Regions from separate parts of the Mus musculus genome. Here region 2 is linked to region 1. Evidence: chromatin contacts called from public HiChIP or PLAC-seq data. All regions are on one chromosome and are shown on one strand. The core of a region is the stretch at or near the end of the contact, and the rest is flanking DNA. Distances in the headings are between cores, read along the strand shown.

Region 1 (6,328 bases), core at 1,391-3,890:
CTACCTGTGGCCATGATTTGTTAAAAAATCCTCCAACCATATTCTGTACTGTGCATTCATAAAACCACCAGAATGGCTCTAAGCAGCATAAAAATTAAGGCTTGCATTCTTACCTATGATTTACTCATATACGTATTTACTATATATATTTGTATGTGTATACACACACACACACACACACACACACGATTCTCTCAGCGCCATCAAAAGGGTGAGACCATACCAATTTTCCTTTTAATGAACATTTGATACCTGGTTCCTAAAATATATCCTACCAGACAATGAAGACTATAAGAGAAGATCTTTAAAACAGGATTTACTATGTCGGATCCAGTCTTATTTCAAGAGAAAATAAGGTCCTAAGGTTGAATCTATCTGCCCGGGTAGGTGTGGCTTCTTAGAGCTGATTTGGAAAATAAGCTAATAAAGAAGAGCTGCAGTCGGTCATCACCGCCTGCATTCACCCAACTGCCTCTCTTCCAAGCTACTCACCCTCACTGGGGGGCTCCAGGCTTGCACCCGAGGCTGCTGTCCACACTGGGAGCTCTGCAGATCTTTCGAGCCACAATTAACCACAGTGCTGCCCTGCGCCCTTAATGTGTTTGTGCAGGTGGTCCCGCCGCCCCCACCAGGGCCGGGTTTCCAAGGCCTCTGCTTGATGCCATCCAGAAGTCTGACCAGTAGGATGTTACTGGGGAGCTCGTCGACCCCAGAGCCAACAAGAGTCCGGCATTCGGGACATCTGAGTTCATTCCGGGAACCCACAATCCCCAGCAAACAGCGTTTGCAAAAGGTATGCTGGCAGGGTAAGACCTTTGCGGAAGCATCCAGGCGTTCTAGACACACAGGGCACTCCAGAAGGTCCAACAAGGCAGACTCATCCATCTTGAGTGACTTTAGTGAGAAAACGGCTTCAGAACGTTCATAGTTGTGCGCAGCCCTTAAAGTGATTCATGTAACATCCATTTCAGACTTTGCTCTGGAGTTATGGGGAGAGAGGGGAGGAAAGAGAAAAATGACTGTTGTTATCTGAGGGAAAAGTTCACAGTGGAGCCAAGAACCAAAAAGTACACAAAAGTGCTTCCTCTGCATAGTCCAGCTTGGCTTTGGAATGTGGTTTCTGAGCTCCAAAGTCAACAATTAAAAACACAACAGGCTTCTTAAACGATTCCCTACTAATCCCTGAAGGTATCTAGAACCTCACTGGGCAGCAAGAACTAGCAAGCAATAAACAGGATTTATGAAAAAGCAATAAAAGACCGATATCGGCTGCCTAATGAAGTTCTCAACTTATTGGAGAACCTAAGCAAAACCGACTGGAAGTTTCCTCTATCTAAAACAATACTTTTAAGTCCAACGACCTTCCCAATTTTTAAGCCACCGTTATCATTTAAGAAGCCTTGCCCTGGGTGAATGATCCCAATATTAAATACATATGTGTCTTCCCTGTCTGAGAACAGACAGCTTAATCTTATCTAAGGCCCCCCACCCCCCACCCCCCAGAGCTGATGGTCGGCAATTCTAAAAGATATAGCCAAAACCTGCTTGAAAATAGCTACAAGAAAAATCACCCTTTCCGGCATGGCTGACAAACTCTGAAACAGATTTCTGAACCGCTTGTCTTAATCCCATTCAGAAAAATCTAGTAAAATGTTCACCAAAATTCGACGATGGAATGAATGCTAGGCTTAAAACTCTGGGTACATCTGAAAAACGGCCCCCTCAGGAGAAAGAGTATTTGAAGCCAGTTGGTGCATCGCTGTCCCCACCACCACCACCACCCCAACCAATGTAGATGCCTAGGTGGGGAGGGGGTGAAAGGATTTGGAGGCTACATTAACAGCTGTTCCTGACTAGTCGGTTCTGGGGAGAGCCAGGGTACGCCCCTCTTCCCACGGTGGGGCACAGGTAGCCCCCAACCCCTTGGCGTGGTGCTCGCCACAAACACACCCCAGAGCCAGGTGTCGCCAGCCGGGGACAGAGATGGTCCTAGGAGCTGAGGCTGCGGCCGGGTAGCTCCAGAAACAGGGAATCTCACCCAGCTGCCTCCTCTCAGCCTCCCTTTAGGTCAAATCCAGGACAAAAAAAAAATTGCCCAACACCGATCGGTGGAAGTTTTCAAGGACTTAAAGAAAAATAAAGATGCAGCCTTAAGTTGGCCAAAGTCAGCGCCACTGAGTGCGGCGGGAAGCAGACTAGCGACCCCGCGGGGATGAGCTCAGCGACAGTCCCCGGAGACTGCCACCCCAGAGGCAGAAGGGACCCGGCTGTGTCCGGGGAGAGAGCGGCCCCAAGGCCCGGCAGAGGCTTCGGAAGAGACGAGAGAGGCCGCGGGGCTCGTTCCCGGCAGGTCCCGGAGACCCAAAGGGGAAGCGCGGGGACCGACCCGCGCGCACCACTGGGATGCGGGCGACCACCGGCCACCACCCCGCGCCCGGCGTCTCCGACTCGCCGCGCACCCTACCTCGCGCCTCCGCTGCTCGCCTTTGTTCGCGGCCCCGCAGCGCTGGTAGATGCAGCCCCGCCGAGCCCGCTGCCCGTGTGGCTCGGCCGCCGCGGTGGCACCGGGAGCCTCCTCACGGCCGCCCCCCTCGCGCGCGCTCGCACAGCACGCCGCCGCCGCCGCCTCCCACCCGCCCAGCAAGGAGGGCGGGGGAACGCGACGCCGCCAAGGAGGAGGAGGAGGCGGAGGCAGCGCGCAGCGGGCGCCCGGGGACCGGAGGGACGCACCACAGCGCCGCCCGCCGCTCGGGGACCCGCGCTGGAGCCCCCAGCGGGCGGCAGCTTCGGGGACGCACTTAGCGGGAGGAAGGCTCGGGGACCCGCGCCTTCACGCCCCGAGGACGTGCACCCCGAGCAAATTTGGGCTACCCAGGAGGAGGGCGGTGGGAGTGGCGCCGAGGGACCAGGAAGAGGCTGGGGCAAGGGCGCCCTGCCGGCCTCCGGCTCCGCCTGGCCGGTGCCTGGAGACCGACTCTTCCCGGTGGCCTGGGAAGGGAGTGGCTCTGGCGGGAACCGATCGCGCTTTGCTGGGCGTGCACACTGCCTGGGTGGATATAGAGAGAGCAAAGTGAGACCCCTTAGTTCTGGAGTCCGGGTTAGTGACCACCCTATGGATCCCGGGGCCCGCCTCTTCCACCCAGCAATCAGCCCCCACTGCAGCAGCCAAGGGAGACAAATCCAAGCAAGTTTGGAGAAATGCGGATCCTAAAATTCAGAATGAGAAAGGGAAAAGAAAAAAAAAAAAACTAGAAAAACAGGTGGGAGATTAAAGCCAGTCTTGGGGAGGTTCTTCCTACCTGCCTAAAATGGGGTGAATTCAAAGTCTGACCCAGGTGGGCCGGCGCCTTGAAGCTGGCTAGGGGATACCTCTTTTATCTGCGCCTTGGAGGCAGCCATCATCATCATCTCTGTAATCTGTTTCTGTTGCCCCGGGCACACACCTGTATTCTCTGAAATGTGGGCTTGCAAAAAGGGGTGTCCAAGGGTGTGTGTGTGTGTGTGTGTGTAGGCTTGTTTGTCAAACTTATTTCAGAGACGCGTTAAATGTTGTCAAAGAGTGTGATTCATTTATACTTACTGTCAGTTTACCAAAAGTAACTTCACAAGAGAGATCGTGTATGAAATTCTTGCCAGGCCACCAACCAAGCTGATAAGGAATTGAAAAGGAATCTCGGGTTATCAGTTCATCTCCAACCAGAGCCACAGCTAAGTCATAATAATAAATAGATAAGTGAGTATCATTCAAGTTAAGAAAATAAAATTATAGCAAGTAGCAATCATCAGTCATTTTAAGCCAGGCACCGTACTAAACTCTTAAACGTATTAATTCCATCCTCACAGCAGCTCTCTATGTCATCCTTCCCAGCTTTGTTCTAAAGAGATTAATATGCTGAGACTTAGACTGTATGAATACCAAAAATAATTGCCCACTTCCTTTCCCGTTAGAGGGAGAACAAGTATGTGTTTATATTGAGCTGAAAAAGGCAAGGGGAAAAAAATGGATGAAGAGAATGAGGAGAAAAATAGTTAACTACAAACAGCATTCTGAAAGTGTTGGCCCAGTTAACGCTGCAGCAGAAACTGGAGATGAAGGCTGGGCAGACTGGAAAGTCAGAGTCAGGGAACAGACTGATTTGGGGGGTATTAAGACTGAAGGTCCACTTGGGTAACTTCCCTACATCACAGAGTAGGACTCTACTCCAGCTCTCTGCATTCCAAGACCTGTTTCTTTCCTCAAAAAAAGTTGGGGGGAGGGGGGGCGGAGAAAAGGTAGGACCTTAATCACATAATCTCTTGTGTTGCTTCATCTTGCATCGCAAGATGAAATGCCAGACAGAGACAATGGGGGAGGGGCTATTTTAGTTCTAAGTTTCGGAGGGTTCCATCCATAATTACTTGCACAAGACATCGATGTGGAAAAGAGATGTTTAGACAAACAAGAAGCTGAAGGAGAACCCAAGAAGGGGCCAGGCCAAGCGATAGCCCCCAAGGACAAACTCCCACTGACTACTTCTGGGTCCCCCTCCTTCTTTGCACCTCCTCCTAATAATGCCATCATATGAATCCTTGAAGAGATCAATAAATTGATCAGATCAAAACCCCTGGAAATCAAGCATCTTCCCAAAGTGCATGATCTGAAAACCAAGACCTCGCCACATGAGCCCATGGAGACAGCTTACATTCAAGTCATAATGCCTTAAAAGAGAAAGAAAGTTTATTTCTTCTACCCGTTTGGCTTTTTGTTTGTTTGTTTGTTTGTTGTTTATACAAAGTCTCATTATGTAGCCGTGGCTGGCTTAGAACTCATAAGGACCTGTTGGCCAGGTGTGGTAGTATATGCCCTTAGTCTCAGTACTTGAGAGACTGAGGCTGTTGGGTCTGCAACAGAGAGAGAGGAGAGAGACCTTCCTTCAAGGCTGTGTTCCTTGGCCTCTCTGGTGGGGTTTAACTGTGACGTTTGGAACAGAATTGACAGTGGTAAAGAAGATATACAAGTTCTTTGTAATCTGCATGGAGCTATCGTTATCGTTAACAGCTGTACTCCCGACCCTTTCTTCCCAGGTATCAAAATGTTAGTGACTGAACGTCCTGTGGAGAGAATTCAGAAGGGAAGGGCTGTGAGGAAGAAAAGCCTGCTCGTCTTGTTTCTGGGAATGGAGCATGAAGGAAAGAATGTCTGTTATGCTTACGACCTGTGAGGCTTTGAGCAGACACATGAAAAATATAAACACTCTCCGACTTAATAATGACAGCCTCTTATCCTCCAAAGACTTCAAAGTCTTTTCCTATATATTATCTCACTTATCTTCTCAGCATCCCTCCAAAGCAGCAAGACGTATAATTATCCCCAAGTTTCAGACGGGAAAGGGGAAGGGGAGAACTCGAGCATCTATTGCTTGTAGTGCTAACAGGAACCAGCCTGGTAAAATCCCAGATGCAAATACTCAGATAAACCTTAATATGGTACCTCCGTGTTCTTACACGCACGTTCGCGTGTCTAGCCATTTTTCTGCAAAACTTGTCTTTCCTCTCATTGTCAGGACGCTGGTAAAGGAGAGCAGTATTTAGCCAGTTGTTCAGACTAGAAACCTAGAAGCCATCCTTGATTTCTTCCCTTCTCTTCCTCCCTCTTTCCTACCACCTTTTACACAAACATATTTTAATGTCTATCTACAGCCTTTTGCCTTCTTGGCTTGGCAAAATGTGGGAGCTCCCTCCAAAACTCATGTTCAGGTTTGGTCCTCCATAGAACAGCACTGAAAGACCTTAAACAAATGTTTGGGTCATGATTGAATTAATGACACTCCAATGGGACCGAGATGATTGTTGAGGTAATGAATGACTGACTTTGTCAGTCCTGCAGGCTCAGTTACCATGAGAGTGGTTGTCGCATACCTGGTGCCTTGTCCCTTTGTGTGTGCTTCCACCTTGCACCCATGCTCAGATGTAGCACTAGCCTTACCAGAAACCATGAAGGTATCAGATCTCTGTGCCTTATTTTTAATCTCCAGAAACATGCACCCAAACAAACCACCCTTTTACAAATCATACAGGAGAGTTCAGAGGATAAAGTGCTCACTGTAATCAGGAAGACTTGAGTTCAATTCCCAGAACCCATGTTAATCTTAGTTGAGTTTTTGGTTTTGTTTTTTTGTTTGTTTGTTTTCTGGGACAGAGTTTCTCTGTGTAACAGCCCTGACTGTCCTGGAATTCACTCTGTAGAAGAGACTGCTCTGGAACTCAGAGAAATTTGCCTGTCTCTGCCTCCTGAGTGAGATTAAAGGCATGTGCCACCACTGCCCCAGAAACCATGGATGGATAGATA
Region 2 (5,922 bases), core at 2,652-5,151, 41 kb before region 1:
AGTTCAAGGCTAGCCTTATCATATAAGACAGTAACGTGTGTGTGTGTGTGTGTGTGTGTGTGTGTGTGTGTGTGTGTGTGTGTATACTTAAATAATATACATCATTTCTAAGTAGAGAGTGGTAGCTGGGGAGTGAGGATATGGTTCTGTGGCCTAGCACTTGTCTAGTGTAGAAAAGACTGTGGGCTGAATGCCTCGCACTGCAGAAGGACAAGAAAGAGAAAACAAAAAGAGAGATGGTGGGGAAATAATACAAATGATTAAACTCTACCATCAATCAATAACCTCTTTGCAGAAACCCCGATCTCCAGGTACTAAAAAACATTGAAATGACAAATGAAAAGCAAAAGGCTATTCCAGGTTTCACATTGAAAAATGTTCCTCTTGAACAAACTGTATCTGTCACCAGATATTTCTTCTTCCCCTGATAGGTATATAGAAAAATGATTCATGGAGACCGTCCATAGACTACAAAACTAGGTGGTGCGGGTTTCCCAACAGGTGTCAGGTGTTGAGCCGAATCCCTGCCTGTAACTTGTAAAGGAGCCGCAGCAGGGCACTCCTTTTAAAATCTGAATTAGCATGTTACACTCTGAAACCACAATTGGCCAGGGTGGCCAGGATGGATCCCTGGGTGTTCTGTAACATCCATACATTATTTATTTTACTACGCAGCCACAGAGGGCTGAGATCACTCTGTGTGTGCCTGGTTCCACCCGTGGGCTGAAAACAACTTTGCCAGCAGAGTCTAACTATCTCCAACTATGGCATGCCCAAACAGGCAAACCAAATACTTCTCCTAGGGCTACCCAAGGCAAGGGGAAGGACACAGGGGCACTGGAGAGAAGAGAACGCATGGTCCTGAGATGTGAGAGCAGAAGGCATTGTATTCCCAAAAGCTTCAACTCTGGAAAGTTAAAAAGCAGTATCATGAGGGTGAATTTAAAAACCTGCTCGATCATGGAGTTTGCATTCCAAAAGCCTGATCCGAATTTTATTAAGGACTTTATTTCCTATAAAAGTTACATAACATGGGCCAATGAGGTGGCTCAGCAGGTAAAGATACTTTGCTGCCAAATGCAATGACCTAAGTTCCCACGTGGTAGGAGAGAACTGACTCTGGCAGCTGTTCTCTGACCTGCACACCTGCGCCACGGTGCACACACATACACACTCTTACACACGCATGTATGCGTGTACACATATGCACATGCATGCACACAGACAAATAATAAAGAAGTCAGTGCAATAAGTCTTTTTAAAGCTATAGCACATACTTCAGTTTCTTCCTTCAGTACTTTCTTCACATTTGAAGCTGTGATTGGGTCACTGCTGAGTGTATAGTCTGAATGGCTATCTTCTATAAGGCTTAAAAATCTGCACTAAGCTAAAGATGTGTGCCCTGGGTTCCATCTCCAGCACTGGAGTGGGGAAAAAAACTGCACTAAGAAAATACTGGTTTAAAGAGAGATTGTCTTCAAGTGTAGATGGTCACACGCACAGCTGTCAAGTGTGCGCACACACTCACTTCCTATGACAGCTACAACAAACTTCGTGTCTTCTCACTACGTACGTTTATTAGCTCAGAGTTTTAGAGGTCAAATTTCTGAAACAGGCCCTTCTGAACTAAAATCAAGATGCTGACAGGGCTGCATTCTTTTCTGGAAGCTCTAGGGGAAAATGAATTTCTCACCTCTTCCAGCTTCTAGGGGCTGCACGGCTCGGCTTGTGGTGGCGTCCCCTGTATTCCACAGCTGGCTCATCACACAACACTTCTGAAACCTTGTCTCCTGCCCACTTCCACTCAGAAACACCCCCACCCCCATCCTGTGATTACACTGGAGCCCTAAGCAACTCTGGTTCCTCATGTCACGGTCTGCCAATTAGCACCCTTAATCCACTTTTCCAAATCACACCTTACCATACCACACCATACCACACAACACCACATCACACCATACCATACCACACAACACCACATATCACACACATCACATCACATCATACCATACCACACCATACCACACAACACCACATCATACCATACCACACAACACCACATCACACCATACCATACCACACCACATCACACCATACCACACCACAGCATACCATACAACACCATATATCACACACATCACACCATATCACACCATACCATACCACACCATACCACACCATACGATACCATACAATGCCATACCATACACATCATACCACATCACACCAATCACATCATACTACACCACACCATACCACACACATCACACCATATCACACTATCCCACACTACACCACACCACAATACCACATCATACCACACCACACCATACCATACCATACAATACAGCCACACATTGACAGAGTTCTTCATGCTCATAGACAAGTTTCTTAGACTTTCCTGTCTAGTTTTCTGATGAAAACTTCCACAGATGTCTTTGGCTCTGTAGTGTTTGTTATTGTTGTTGTTATTGTTTGTTGTTTGGTTGTTTGATTGGTTGGTTTTTATAAAGCATCCTTTAAAAAAATTCTAGAGGTTTCCAAGGGTGCAAAGCAGAAATAACTCAAGTAGGTTCTAAGACCCACAATGGCCCCATCTACAATCAGACTGGAGAAATGTTCAGGCCATAAAGGTTGTGAGGCTCCTGTCCATAGCTGCAACTTATACAGCTATAGACAGGCTGACACATGACTACATTTTTGTTTTTAATCTCAAGATTGAGTTTTTCCAGAATTTCCTTAAGGTCTCCATTTGGCTAAACAAAGATATCTGAATGACATCACTGTTTTCTAATAAAAATAAATTATATTTCAATTCCAACTTCATCTATAGGAAAATAAGCTCATATTTGTAATGTTTCTTCCTTTTCTATTTATAGGAGAGGCATATACAGAATGATTACATTAATTAATAATTAGATTACTAGGAGCTGGAGAGATGGCTCAGCCCTTAGCACCGGTTGCTCTTGCAGAGATCCTGGACTCAGTACCCCATGGAGACTCACAATCATCAGTAAACCCCATTCCAGGCACCTAGTGCCCTCTTCTTATTTCAGGTACAACATAGGAACCAGGAACATATGTGGTACACAAACATACAGACAAAACATATACATAAAGTAAAATAAACACTTTAAAAATAAATTACTGTCAGATACAACCCAATTCTCTAATACTTTTCTGGCCTCTAAATGATCATAGGAACAATTTTCTGAATCTTCAAAACAGTATGTGAAGTTTGCCAAAGAGATGGCACAGCAGAGAAAGGTGTTTGCCGCCAATCCCCATGACCTGAGTTCAATCCCCAGGGACCCATAGAGCTGAAGGAGAGAACCAACTCTACACGTTGTCCTCTGACCTCCGTGGCATGTGCGCACACATACAAAGTGTAAATCGGGCTACTGACTGCTCACTGGGCAAAGGTATGGGTTGCCAAGCCTCACAGCTTAAGTTCAAGCCCCAGTACCCATGTGGGTGAAGAGAGGAACCAACTCCCCAAAGCACACTGTGGCATGCATGTGTGGATGTGGGGGTTAGAAGACAGCTTTAATCATAAATAAATGTAATTTAAAAATTTAAACAGCATTTGAACATAATAATTCTACAATACATGAGTTTTTAGTTTTTAGTTTTTCAAACTGTGCTCTTTAAAACATCTATAAATGTGGATTGATGTACTTCAGTTTAAAAAGCTAGTCTGCAGTCACATACATGATGTGATGTGAGGCCACGGTGCCTCCCTCCCTGTTAGGCCATGATGCGCACTGTCAGAAGTCCCCAAGCAGGGAAGTCACCGAGTTTACTACCATCAGTGTCTCCAGAAAGTTTCCCTAGCCCCCATATGCAAGTGAGAAGAGGGAAATGACCAGCAAGTCCCCACTGAGGATCCCTCACGTAGGAAAGTGCTGAGCTTACTCATCAGAGCTGGGAACACAGCCAAGCGCAGCTTAGCCTCTAAGTGTAGGGGATAAATAAACAGAAAAGCATTTGCAAATACCAAGTGCAGAATCAAAGCCAAACTGCAACTATGATTAAAATTTACTCTAGACAACACAAATATGAAAAAGGTTCTGTTGTCTATTATTTTTTAAAATGTAGTATTCTACAGGGCTTTCATCAGGGCAAGTCTACATAAACGTGACTGTGTTTGTAACTAACACGCATGCATCTTGTCCCTCGGATAAAGCTCTGGAAGGCCCCATTCACCATATCTGAGCAACAGAACTTGTAAAGAATTTTTAATCTATGTGTATGAGGGTCTGCACGCATGCACACCACTGACAGGCCTGGTGTTAACAAGGCCAGAAAGGCGCATCAGCTGCCCTCGAAGTGGAGTTACAGTTAGTTGTGAGCCACCGGGCAGGTACTGCCGGAACGGCAAGTGCTCTTAATCTCTGAACCATCTCTTCAGCCGACAGGCTCTTTAGAAAGGCCCTTCAAACTCTTTTTTCATGTGATAAGCAAGCAATGACACTCAACTAAAAGAAACTAAAGTCACCTTTGAAGGATTAGGAAATCTTTGAGATGACTTTTATTCTGGGGTTTTGGGTTTTTTTTTTTTCTCCTTAAAATTCTACAATATTTCAACCTAAATTTAAATTATTTCTCTTTAACCTAAAGATATAACAAGTACTAACTATTTAAATATTTCCAAATGCCTTCAAGTAATATCTTTGTGCGTGTGCACGTGTGTGTGTGTGTGTGTGTGTGTGTGTGTGTGTGTGTGTGTATGTGTATGTCTATTGAGGTCTCACCTGTTCCAGGCTGGCCTTCAATTATCTATGTAACAGAAATGACTTGAATTTCTATTGCTCCTGCTCCCAACTCACTTTAGAGCAGTGGTTCTCAACCTTCCTAAATGCTGAGACCTCTAACACAGCCCCTCATGCTGTGACAATCCCAGCCCTCATGCTGTGATGATCCCTGACGATCCCAGCCCTCATGTTGTGACAACCCCAACCATAATATCATTTTGTTGCTACTTCATAACTATAATTTTGCTAGTTATGAATTATAATATAAACATCTGATCCGCAGGATATCTGATAAGTGACCCCGAAGCAGTCTCAACCCACAGGCTGTGAGCCACAGTGGGCTGTGAACCCACAGGTTGTGACATCACACCCATTTGTGTGGTGCTAGACTAACACTCTACCTACTGAGGCCCATAACTAGCCCAAGTGATGGCCTTATGGACTTCTAGTCCATAAAGAGAGAAAGAAAGCGGCTGGAGAGACGGTCCAGAGGTTAGGAGACCTGGGGTCTTGCAGAGAACCCTAGTTAGGTGGCTTATAACCACCACTTTCTCCCAGTTACACACATACACACACTCAAATTCAGACATATACATATAAAATTTCAAAGTCTTTACATAAAATATAAAAAAGGAAAACAGAGAAAGATTCAACAGTACTTACAACTCCACAAAAGAGTTATATTTAGGACAAACTGTCACAACTGTGTAAGGCCAGGACACCAGACAGACAGACAGACAGACAGATATAGCAAGTAAGAGAAAAGTGCACACCAAGGCAGGTAGTACAAAGGATCCGGTTCCATCTGGCGCTCTGTGACCTAGATGACCAGGAAGGCACAGGAAGGACTTGGGCAGCCAGAGAGGACACAGCTCAGTGGGTTGCGGTAGAACATGCTACAGAGTATGACCTCTGTTCTGGGTTTGAAGGCTGACTTTAAAGGCGGACAGTCTTTAAAGCAATTTTAGAAGAGTTGAATGTTCAGATCCACACTGGACAAAGACCCTGGGACAATGTGGACAATTAAATGGAGAAAGGAGAAGCTACAAATAGGTAGACCAAGCCAGAAGCGTCATGTCTTCATGGTGTCTTCACAACCTCCGTGTGTGTGTGTGTGTGTGTGTGTGTGTGTGTGTGTGTGTGTGTGTCGATGGGGACTGTGGCTCTA

Evidence for each region. HiChIP or PLAC-seq counts read pairs in DNA pulled down with a chosen protein or histone mark.
Region 2: an HNF4G HiChIP or PLAC-seq map of pancreatic cancer cells shows a contact between it and region 1. The contact joins the enhancer-like site here to the promoter of Sh3rf1 in region 1. A contact is called at or near these places in 21 of 484 Hi-C or Micro-C datasets (the 63-12 cell line, the HL-1 cell line, LSK cells and 12 more), 12 of 115 datasets of contacts at active chromatin or transcription factors (bone marrow-derived macrophages, a colorectal cancer cell line, embryonic fibroblasts and 7 more) and 3 of 9 other capture datasets (adipose tissue, liver and pancreatic islet).

The regions. Positions count from the first base shown.
Region 1 is chr8:61,220,483-61,226,810 of GRCm38.p6, reverse strand. Sh3rf1 (SH3 domain containing ring finger 1) reads right to left here and starts at 2,640. Exons shown (of 12, transcript NM_021506.2): 1 at 2,465-2,640; 2 at 493-979. The coding sequence starts at 885.
Region 2 is chr8:61,263,575-61,269,496 of GRCm38.p6, reverse strand. All of the region lies in intron 2 of Sh3rf1 (SH3 domain containing ring finger 1), which reads right to left. Among named protein-coding and RNA genes, the nearest start is that of 1700001D01Rik, 22 kb to the left of the region's middle. Within about 2 kb of position 3,901, at least 58 of the 459 cell types and tissues checked have an H3K27ac peak or open chromatin away from gene starts, as enhancers often do. A contact at or near this core is called in the HL-1 cell line, a colorectal cancer cell line, embryonic fibroblasts and 3 more, where this site is marked.